Regions from separate parts of the Macaca mulatta genome. Here region 1 is linked to region 2. A link is a contact called in public Hi-C data. All regions are on one chromosome and are shown on one strand. Each heading gives the region's core, a stretch centred on a gene start, on an enhancer-like site or on the middle of the called end of the contact. The rest is flanking DNA. Distances are from core to core; before and after follow the strand shown.

Evidence for each region. Hi-C and Micro-C count contacts between places; a contact is called where the count stands out from the background.
Region 1: a contact with region 2 is called in a Hi-C map of fetal cortex germinal zone, with 3 times the contacts expected there. The contact joins the promoter of RTN4IP1 here to the promoter of CD24 in region 2. A contact is called at or near these places in 2 of 14 Hi-C or Micro-C datasets (fetal cortex germinal zone and fetal cortical plate).

Annotation. Positions count from the first base shown.
Region 1 is chr4:79,113,262-79,118,547 of T2T-MMU8v2.0, forward strand. It overlaps RTN4IP1 (reticulon 4 interacting protein 1), which reads left to right and starts at 1,994. Exons shown (of 9, transcript XM_028847305.2): 1 at 1,994-2,184. It overlaps QRSL1 (glutaminyl-tRNA amidotransferase subunit QRSL1), which reads right to left and starts at 2,851. Exons shown (of 11, transcript NM_001257501.1): 1 at 2,807-2,851. The coding sequence starts at 2,830.
Region 2 is chr4:78,786,733-78,791,838 of T2T-MMU8v2.0, forward strand. CD24 (CD24 molecule) reads left to right here and starts at 3,036. Exons shown (of 2, transcript XM_077999634.1): 1 at 3,036-3,187. The coding sequence starts at 3,119.

The sequences.
Region 1 (5,286 bases), core at 744-3,243, 330 kb after region 2:
CAAATTAAAAATGGGCAAAAGATCAGAATAGACATTTCTCAAAAGAAAGACATATAAATGGCAAACCGGTATATGAAAACGTGCTCAACATCACTGATCATTAGAGAACTGCAAATCAAAACTACAATGAGGTATCATCTCACTCCACTTAAAATGGCTTCTTCCAAAAGACAGGCAATAATGAATGCTGGTGAGGATAGAGAAAAGTTGGTTGAAATGTAAATTACTACAGCCACTATGGAGAATAGTATGGAGGTTCCTCAAAAACCTAAAAATAGAACTACTGGTTGGGCACAGTGGCTCACAGCTGTAATCCTAGCACTTTGGGAGGCTGAGAGAGGAGGATTGCTTGAGGCCAATAATTCAAGACCAACCTGGCCAACACAGTGAGACCCTGTCTCTAAAAAAAAAAAATTAAAAATAAATTAAAAAAAATAGCACAACCATATGATCCAGCAATCTCACTGCTAGGTATATACGCACCTAAAGGAAAGAAAATCAACATAGCAAAGACATATCTGCTCTCTCATGTTTCTTGCAGCACTATTCACAATAGCCAAGATTTGAAAGCAACCTAAGTATCTACCAACAGATGAATGGATAGAGAAAATGTCCTACATGTACACAATGGAGTACTATTCAGCCATAAAAAGAATGAGAGCCTGTCATTTGCAACAACATGGATGGAACTGGAGGGCATTATGTTAAGTGAAATAAGCCATGCACAGAAAGACAAAATCCCATGTTCTCACCTATTTGTGGGAGTTAAAAATTAAAACAATTGATCTCGTGGAGGTAGAGTAGAATGATGGTTACCAGAAGCTAGAAAGGGTAGTAGTAGGGGTGGGAAGTGGGGATGGGTAATGGGTACAAAAATATAGTTAGACAGAATGAATAAGATACAGTATTTGATAGCACAGTGGGTGATTACAGTCAACAATAATTTATTGTACATTTAAAAATAACTAAAAGAGTATAACTGGAATGTTTGTAACACAAAGAAATGATAAATGCTTGAGGTGATGGACACACCATTTACTCTGATGTGATTACTATGCATTGTATGCCTATATCAAAATATCTCATGTGCCCCATAAATACGTACAACTACTATGTACCCATTAAAATTTTTTAAAAAACAACAATCATAAGACTGCAAAAAACACAACCTTGCACAGAGGCCATTGCAACCTTCCACACACACAAGTACTTCTGTAAGGATGTCTGTCCAGCAACTGGCCATTCAACCTTGGACTGATGCCACCTTTGTGACTGATCCTTGTGGCCAAGGATAACTGATTCAAAATAATTTATGTAATCTTTTTCTTTCTGTCTTTAAAAACATCCTTTGCCCCAACCTCCTTGAGTAGGCACATAGTTTACTATATCACACATATTCCCATTGCATTGCTACCCCAAAATAAATATTTTCTTTAGAGTCTCTTTCTGTTACTTAGATTGCCAGTGGAAAAGGCAGAAAAAGGAAATACCATATTTTTATAGGTTGTATTTAATTTTAAAACAAGTTTTGGGTGTTGTCCATTTATTAATTTATTTTTTAAAGAAAAAATTTGATTCGATACAATTTAAAATGGTAAAATAATAATGTATTTTGGGGAGGAACTATTTATTATTTAAAGCCTGTGGATTTAAAGTTCTCATTATATATTACAGCTATCTATAATTATAATTCCAGGCTGCCAGCTGGGAAACAAACAAACAAACAAAACGACAACTTCTAGGGTGGAATAAAAAGGAAGATGGAAGGCAGTTTAGGTCCTCAGCGCCTACTTCTTACCAGAAATCACCTGAAGCCCCCATTAAACCATACTCCTGAACCTACCACACAGATCTAATTAAGTCTAGAGTGGGACATAGCTTTAGTTTTAATAGGTGCTTCACGTGACTCTGATAGCAACTGGCCTGCAGGCAGTTCTAAGGTTGAGTGATGGAAGTAAAAAGGAAGTAAAAAGACCTGAATTAAAGCTTAACAGCAGACATAACGTGAGAGGGCAGATTCCAGCCATATCTGCAAGACAGAATGAACAGGGCTTAATGATTTACTGGATATGAAAGATGAGGAAGAATCTAAGGGCAAATGAGAGAATATTTGTGCCATTAAAAATAGACTATTAAGAATTCAGAAATACCAGAGCTTTTGTTTTTTAAGACGGCGGTTGAGAGGTAAGTCCTGTTACAATGATTACTTCACTGATTAAAGTGAATTTGAGGGTGCTTACGTGACATTTAGAAGAACTGCCCAGAAGGCGTTCACAAATACAGCCTAGAGTTCAAACATGACGTCCAGGAAATGGAGACACGGGTTCGGGAATCCCTGGTATCTTAGTGGTTGGTAAATCCTAGAGAACGAATTCTTTGAAAAAGCCCAAACATTACTGGTTTGAATTTTGCAAACTACAGTTTCGCCGGGCTTCTTAGCGACAACTGCAGCTAAGTGTCGGGGACAGAAGAGAGACTGAAGTGGCCCCGCAAGCCCCCTTTATCTGGCAAAGCCCACTCCGAGACCATCCGGTGCCCGACCCACACCAGAACAAACGTCTAATGGTGAGAAGCCGATTCACCACCCCACAGATCCGCGGTGCAGAGATTTCCCTGCTAAGGCCCTAACTCCTGAATGGGTACGGCAAGTACATCCCAAGGACCGAAAGGTACCTATCCCCCACTCAGTTCAAGAGAAGGCAGCGAGGTGGGCCAAAATGCGTGGTAAAGCCCAGGGACTCTTTGTCAACGAAGTCCGCTTAACTTTCCGCCTTCCCGGGGGCCTCAGCGAGCCAATTCCACTCACTTCTTGGAGGGTCCGGCCCAGCATGGTCCTCGTGCCCAGCCTGCCACCATAGGAGCCAGGCAAGGAGGAAAAAGAGGTCACCGGTCGCTAGTGATGGTACATGGCCGCAGCCATCTTTAATTGTCACTGAGCCCTTCAACATCGAGTACTTGGATTGGTTTAATTGCAGCCCGAGGAAATGATCTTTGCAGGCGATTGGTTGGCGCCGTAAAGCCACCCCGGCGGCTGAGGAGAGCGGGCAGGCAAGGAGATTCCGGGTCAGGGTCGCGGCGGCAGTCGGCAAGCGTTCGATTCTCTGGCGTTGGACCGAGAGCGGTGTCTGCCTGTCCCGCCGAAGGTTCCCAGGACAGGGCAGGGATCTAGGGGGTTTGCGCACCTGCTTTTTTATCCCCCCCCCCTTTTTTTTTAGAAGGGGAGAGGGTGAAAGGGAGGGAGGAGAATAGACAGAATACTGACTGGAACGTTGATTGGAGCATTTCATATGCGAAGAGCAGAATAAAAGTTCCATATTCTTTCAGTTTCTCCATTAGATTAGCTTCATTTTCGAATGCTCCGTTTTGCATGCTTAATTTTGAAACTAGCCGGTGGTTTGGCAGAATTTGACCGAATTCAGGGGTGAGAGTTTGATCCAGTCCAAGTGTATTTGAATTTGAGCACGCCGTTCAACCAGTGTTTGCAATGGAATTTCTGAAGACTTACGTACTTAGAAGAAATGCATGCACTGCGGTTTGCTTCTGGAGAAGCAAAGTTGTCCAAAAGCCTTCAGTTAGAAGGATTAGTACTACCTCTCCAAGGAGCACTATCATGCCTGCTTGGGTGATAGATAAATACGGGAAGAATGAAGTACTTCGATTCACTCAGAACATGCTGATACCTATCATACACTATCCAAATGAAGTCATTGTCAAAGTTCACGCTGCCAGTGTAAATCCTATAGACGTTAATATGAGAAGTAAGTTTTCAAAAGACATTACCTTTTTTTAAAAAAGTCATTATTTAATAAGGTATGCGGTTTTTAAAAATTTGACTACGCTTCTTTGGTTAACTCAAATGAATCATTTAGGTTTTTAACAATACCTCTGCAAATATTATTTCCAAAATTTTTGAAATTGCAATGGCCAGGGTATCTTTCTGGCCATTTGTCTTGATAAAATATAAGCTTGATTGTTTTCATGCGTCCTTAAATATGTAAGTTCAGACTTGAGAACTGTGTCTGTAGCTTTTTTTTTTTTTTTTTTTTTTTTTTTTTTGAGACTGAGTCTCTGTCACCCAGGCTGGAGTGCAGTGGCCTGCTCACTGCAACCTCCGCCTCCTGGGTTCAAGCAAAATTTCTCCTGCCTCAGCCTCCGGAGTAGCTGGGATTACAGGCGCGTGCCACCACGCCAGGCAAATTTTTTTTGTATTTTTAGTAGAGATGGGGTTTCACCATGTTGGTCAGGCTGGTCTCCAACTCCTGACCTCAGGTGATCCGCCTGCCTCGGCCTCCCAAAGTGCTGGGATTACAGACTAGTCACTGCGCCCGGCTTATCTCTGTAGCTAAATTTCTGTCCGGGGAACTTTGTGGTATTCTGAGATCCGTCACAGGCTTCGGCAGTCTGGTTATGTTTCCTCGTCAGTTCAGAATTTGTGGGGTTTTTTGTTTGTTTTTGAGACAGAATCTCGCTCTATTGCCAGGCTGGAGTGCAATGGCGCGTTCTTGGCTCACTGCAGCCTCCGCCTTCCGGGTTCAAACAATTCTCCTGCCTCAGCCTCCCAAGTAGCTGGGACTACAGACATGCGCCGACACGCCCAGCTAAGTTTTGTATTTTTAGTAGAGACGGGGGGTGGGGGTGGGGGGATGGCGGGGAGGGGGGGCGTTCACTGCGTTGGTGGGAGACTGAGGCAGGAGAATCGCTTGAACCTGGAAGGCGGAGGTTGTAGTGAGCCAAGAACACGCCATTGCACTCCAGCCTGGCGATAGAGTGAGACTCCGTCTCAAAAGAAAAAATAAATAAAAATAATGAATTGAATTGACTTTACTGTGATTGTCTCATGAAATCTACATCTGTATTCTTTGTTTTGAAGTAATAATTGCTACTACCAGTTGAGCATGCCGTTTTCCTTTATTCTTTTTACATTAGGCTTGAAGAGAGTTCAGTTTTTTATAAGATATGTCTTTTAGTGGTAAGTTACTCAATGGTCAGCATGTTTTTTCATCTCCTTTGATTGTAAGTTCTTTCAAGATAGATCCCATGCTTTGTCAACCTGTTTCAGCGCTTCACATACGCAGTTGTCATTCAGCCAATATTTCTATGCCTTTTTATCTTTTTGTTCTGACTTAGGATAACAAACTTAAATTAGCAGTATTTTATCCGTGAGTAATTTTTACATTTTGTCTTCATTTAGATCTGTTAGCTTTTTATTTCTTTAAATGCACATGCGTAACTCATGCCATGTACATTTTCATTTAAACAGAATGGCTGTGTCTAGACTTTTCTTGG
Region 2 (5,106 bases), core at 1,786-4,285:
GCCCACCTCGGCCTCCCAAAGTGCTGGGATTATAGGTGTGAGCCACCGCGCCCAGCCATGACTCAGTTTTTATTAGCAAAAAAACTACGAAAAACCAGGAGAAGCGGATGAATAATAGGAAGAAAGAATTATAAACCAAAAGAACTGCAAAGGAAAAATCAGGCAGTTTTCTTGAGTTTCTAGCTGTACAGGAAACAGGGTAGGGTGGAGACCTGTAGAGAAGATTCTTACCTGGGTTGGGCCTCCAGTTGTCAAAGACCTGGGCAACACCTCCAGTAGGATGCCCAGGGGGAGCTCCTGGGCAGAGGTGAAGGGCTTTGCTCTGTGAATTATCCAGTCTCATTAGCTGGTGATGAAATGGTTCACAAAGCACAGATCCCAAGTGCCTTGCCAGTTTTGGGAATTATTTGGAGACTGATATTCTTTCACGTATTACACAGAGGCAGAGAAGGTAATTACCTTCTGGTTCCTGGCACCTTCAGTGGAAGAGTAAATATTAAGTGAGAGCTACTACTCTGAGGCAGGCAGTATTCTAATATTTACATATACAATAACTCTTTAATAACTAATTACTAATGATGTTATTATCTCCATTTTATAGATGAAGGAACTGAGGCTTTTTGTCTCCAGCAAAATTAGCAGAGCCACGGCTTGAACTCTGGCAGTCTGTCTTTAGAGGCTGTCTTATTCTAGGAATACCACCAGTTAGTTCAACAAGCAGCTTGTGGAGGACATACTATGCTCCCTGCCTTGGAACCCGGCACTCCTGAGTCACAAACAGTCCATATTTTCACCCGGAAAAGGAATGGAGAAGCTGGACCAGAGTATTTATTCTTTCTTTCTTCCTTTTCTTTTTCTTCCTTTCCTCCCCTCCCTCCTTCCTTCCCTCCCTCCCTTCCTCTCTCTCTCTCTCTTTCATTCATTCAGAGTTTTGCTCTTGTTGCCCAGGCTGGAGTGCAATGGCCTGATCTCTGCTCACTGCAACCTCCACCTCTCAGGTTCAAGCTATTCTCCTGCCTCAGCCTCCCAAGTAGCTGGGATTACAAGGTATGAGCAACCACGCATGGCTAATTTTGTATTTTTAGTAGAGACAGGGTTTCACCATGTTGGTCAGGTTTGTCTCGAACTCCTGACCTCAGGTGATCCGCCAGCCTCAGCCTCCTAAACTGCTGGAATTACAGGCGTGAGCCACCACGCCCGGCCAAAGTATTTCTATACAATGTGGTACACTGTTAAACAGGAAAGTCCACTTGTGCTCGACAGAAATTCTTGTGTTCCCAAGCACATCTTAAACGTGCTTGGAAAGTTACTGAGCAAGTGACTGACCTTCAAGGCACAAACCGATTCGGTCACTATTCAGTCAACAGACCCATTGCAGATTTCATTGTCGCTTTGCTTCCCTGAAACTTACTTTGTTTTAATGAGACTGTTCTGAAAAAGTGAAATTTAAACAAATTTAGAATCTTCCTACTCTGTGGTTTGCTTTAAAGACTGAAAAATGCTTGGGCTAAACCTTAAATAAAAAGATCAAGTCTTGCAATTAAAAATTGAACCAAAAATACTAACGAGAGTGTTCTGCAACAGTGAAATTTAAACAAATTTTCAACCATACTAGGTTTGGTCTCTGCTGTTTGCTTTAAAGATTGAAAAACACTTGGGCTAAACCTTCAATAAAAAGATTAGGTCTTGCAATTAAAATTTAAACTCAAAATACTCCACCAGTAAAATTACTTCAACTTTTATTGTGTACTTGAAAGTTTTCACAAGATGGATAGGAAAAAGGTATTCCACCAAAATCTAAAGAGTGATGACGAATCTCCTCTTTGTGCCAGTTCATTAAATTGCCTAATGGCAACTACGGATAAGTAAATGCCTTTAACCCGAACGGTTTTGCTCTTTAAACGAATGACGGGCAACAGAGACCGAAAAAGTGTATCCCCAGGAATTCGAGAAGGACGGTGAATTGTAGTGGTACCGCCAGGAGGGGAGGCTCCTGCCCCCTGAGTAGAACCAGGGAGCAGAGCCGCTCGGGGTGGGCGGTGGGGGCTTCAGGACCGCGGAGGGGATCCCCTCAGGGTGGGCCGTCTCCTCCTCGCCCGCCGCAGGCAGGAGCGGGGGGGACCGAAACCCTGTAGTTTGCAGCGTCCGGCAGCGGGTCCGCGCCCAGCGAGAGGCTCCCCAGCTCCGGGGAGGATGCGGACCCGGGACGCCCCCGTGAGCTCGCTGCGCCTGCCTGACACGAGGCGCTCACAAAACAAAGCAAGGGCTTCGGGGAGGGCGCGGCCGCGGGGCCGAGCGCGCAGATCGCTCCGGACCCGGGCACCGCCTGCGAGCCGCGCCGACCAGCAGGGAAGGGTTAGCGCTAGGCGGCGCCCGGGTCCAGTCTGCCAGGGTGAGTGTCCGGCCCGCGTCCCCGCCACGCCCGCTGCGTTCCCCTTTCCTCTGCGGCGGGCCGAGAGATAACCCCGCCCGAGGAGCCCCGGCGCCCGCCCCCCACGCGGGTCGCACTGGAATTCGCAGCCCCTCTCGGGTCTCCGGGGCACATTTTGCAGTCTGGGTGGCAATGCACTTGCTCCAGGACCAGCTGCTGCCCAGCCGCGGCGGACGGGCGGACTTTTCTTTTGGGGGGTAAGATGGCAGGTCCCGGGAAACAAAGGAAACTTGGGCCCGGCCCCCAGCGCGGCGTGTGTGGCTCGCATGTGTGCCCCGGGTCCTGTGTGGAGTCGCTGGGCGCCTGTGCCAGCCTGCCCGCTGCCCGCAGCCGGCGCGGGGAAACCAGCCGGGTAACAGCAGCCGGCGGCGCCCGCCCACCTGCGGCGGCGCCCGCCCGGGGAGCTCCCTCGCGGGCCGGACCCGCGGCGGCGGTGGCGGTGGCGGCGGCGGGGGAGGGGGCGCTGGGGAGCCCAGAGCAGGGCGGGGAAGGCTGGGAGGCGGCGGGCGGCGGCGGAGGGGAGCCGGGGTGGGCGGGCGGCGCCACGTCACGGCTATTGTGGCTGTCCTGGTATATAAGGTCCCGCCGGCTCGCCGCGCTCCCCACCTTTCCTGCGCCCGCCCGGAGCCAGAGGTTCCTCAGGTACCCGGCATCCAGCGAGACGCGCAGCGCACCGACGGAGGGGACATGGGCAGAGCAATGGTGGCCAGACTCGGGCTGGGGCTGCTGCTGCTGGCACTGCTCCTACCCACGCAGGTGAGGCCCTGGCGCCCGGCGGGGCTCAGGGCCGTGCCCGGGGTGGGGGCGGGGGAGATGGACCAGGTCCCGGGGGCCGTCCTGCGCCCATACTTCGGGCCACGGACAGGGACTGGGAGAGAATCTTGCTTAGCTGACCAGGGGAGAGGGCCATGTGGACCCCATTTTTCCACTCCCTTGCGTGCTGCCCCCTCCCCTCCCACGGCCCTGGGAACAATGCAGCTCCGCGCGCGGGCTGAGAGGACTCAGCCCCACCCCAGGTTCCACGCTGTCCCTTCCCAGGCGGCCAGGTGCCTGCTTCCCACTTTCACCCAGAGGCCCGAGGTGCCCGCAGGGATTAGCGCCTGGAGAGCTCAGGCTCCCGGGCGACGTCGTCCCTGGGTCCCCTGAGGACCCGCTTCCCCCTACGAGTGTCTTCGCGCTCCCCGAGCTCTACACAAAGACAGGCGACCGTCCCTTTCGGGGAGGGCGGCTCACGCCCATCCTCCACCCTCGGAGTTGGACTGGGGATCCCGGAGAAGCTACGGCTATCCGGCTCTTTTTAAATCCCAATCCCGGGAGGTTCGGCGCTGGAGCCGAGGTGGGGACCCTCTCCTGACGCCGCGTTCTCTGCGAGGCAATCTTTCACGTCCATTGCTTGTCATCTTAGGATCCCCATGTTATTTTAGCCCAGATTGGCTAGTTCTGGGGAGGCGGCATGGTGGGACGATTCTGTCCCGAGTCCCCGCCAGGCTTTGTCCGGGTCGCCGCTACCAGCGCCTTCTCCCTAGACCCTCTATCCGGGGAATCTCGCCTCGGGTGCGGGTACCGGGGACCGCGCAGCGCTGCCTCGTGGGTGGATGGATGCACGGTGCAGGCGAGGGAGACCGGGGGCTGGGCCTGGGAGACCCTAGCGGGGGCGGGGGCTAAGAAGGTACGTTTGTCCGGGGGAGTTCGGGTTTGGGGGATGGGAGTGAGGGCTCTCCAGCGCCTTCGGTTGGGGTTAATAGAGGACTGTCTCTGGGGCTTCTCCCCCAAAAGTTGGGCGCGCTGGGCCCTCCGTCCCCAGACATCGAACGTCTGGGCTCACGTGGGAGTGCAGCCTGAAAATGTGCAGCGCTCTTCCCCACCGCGGGCCGGGTAACCGTACCCTATTGTCTTCCTCCCAGTCCGCTGCGCTCCCGAGCCCTCCTCAATTCTTTGATGGGGGAGGGGCGCGGCCGCGAGAAACCGGCCCCCTCTACTCCCCGCCCCATCTTCTCTCCGACCAGATTTTTTCCTCCAACATTGTAAGTGAGAAGTTTTAATAATGCGAATAAATCTAGCTTCGGAGAGAAAATTTTGTTTAGTGTCCGTTTAATAAATTTTTGTTGGTGTAGAGGATCTTTAGATCCTCAGATTGATACACCGGGTTTTAAAAAGAAAATATCACCTGCAGCACTAAAACTAATTGTATGAATAAAGAACAGGTTACTTTCAGGGATCCCAAACAAGGTGTCCAAAACAGGCACCCTGTTTTAAGTAAATTACCATATTAATGCTTTTCTTTATTGGGAGTGCCGTTTCCTGATGGGACACACTAAATCTTGCACACAGTAGGTGCCCAATAAATAAATTGGACTTGATACAGATTTTTTTGTTGTTGTCACTAATCTATTTTGGATAGAATTTGTACATTTCTTTAGTCAATATTTGTTTAATGACTTTATGGATTTACAACAAAAGGAGCTGGTGCTGATGTAGGAGGGCTTTATCTTTGGATTAATAGGCAGCCAAATGTACATGGGGCCCAGACTCTTGCCTGGTGCCACGTCCTCCCTCCCGCCTGTAATCAGAAGCCCTTGTAAACCCTCCCTTGCAGTGAGGGCTGAAAACTCCGATCTGCCTTTGTTCCATGACAAAGGAGAGATTATCACGTGCCCTACTGGACTGTGCATTTC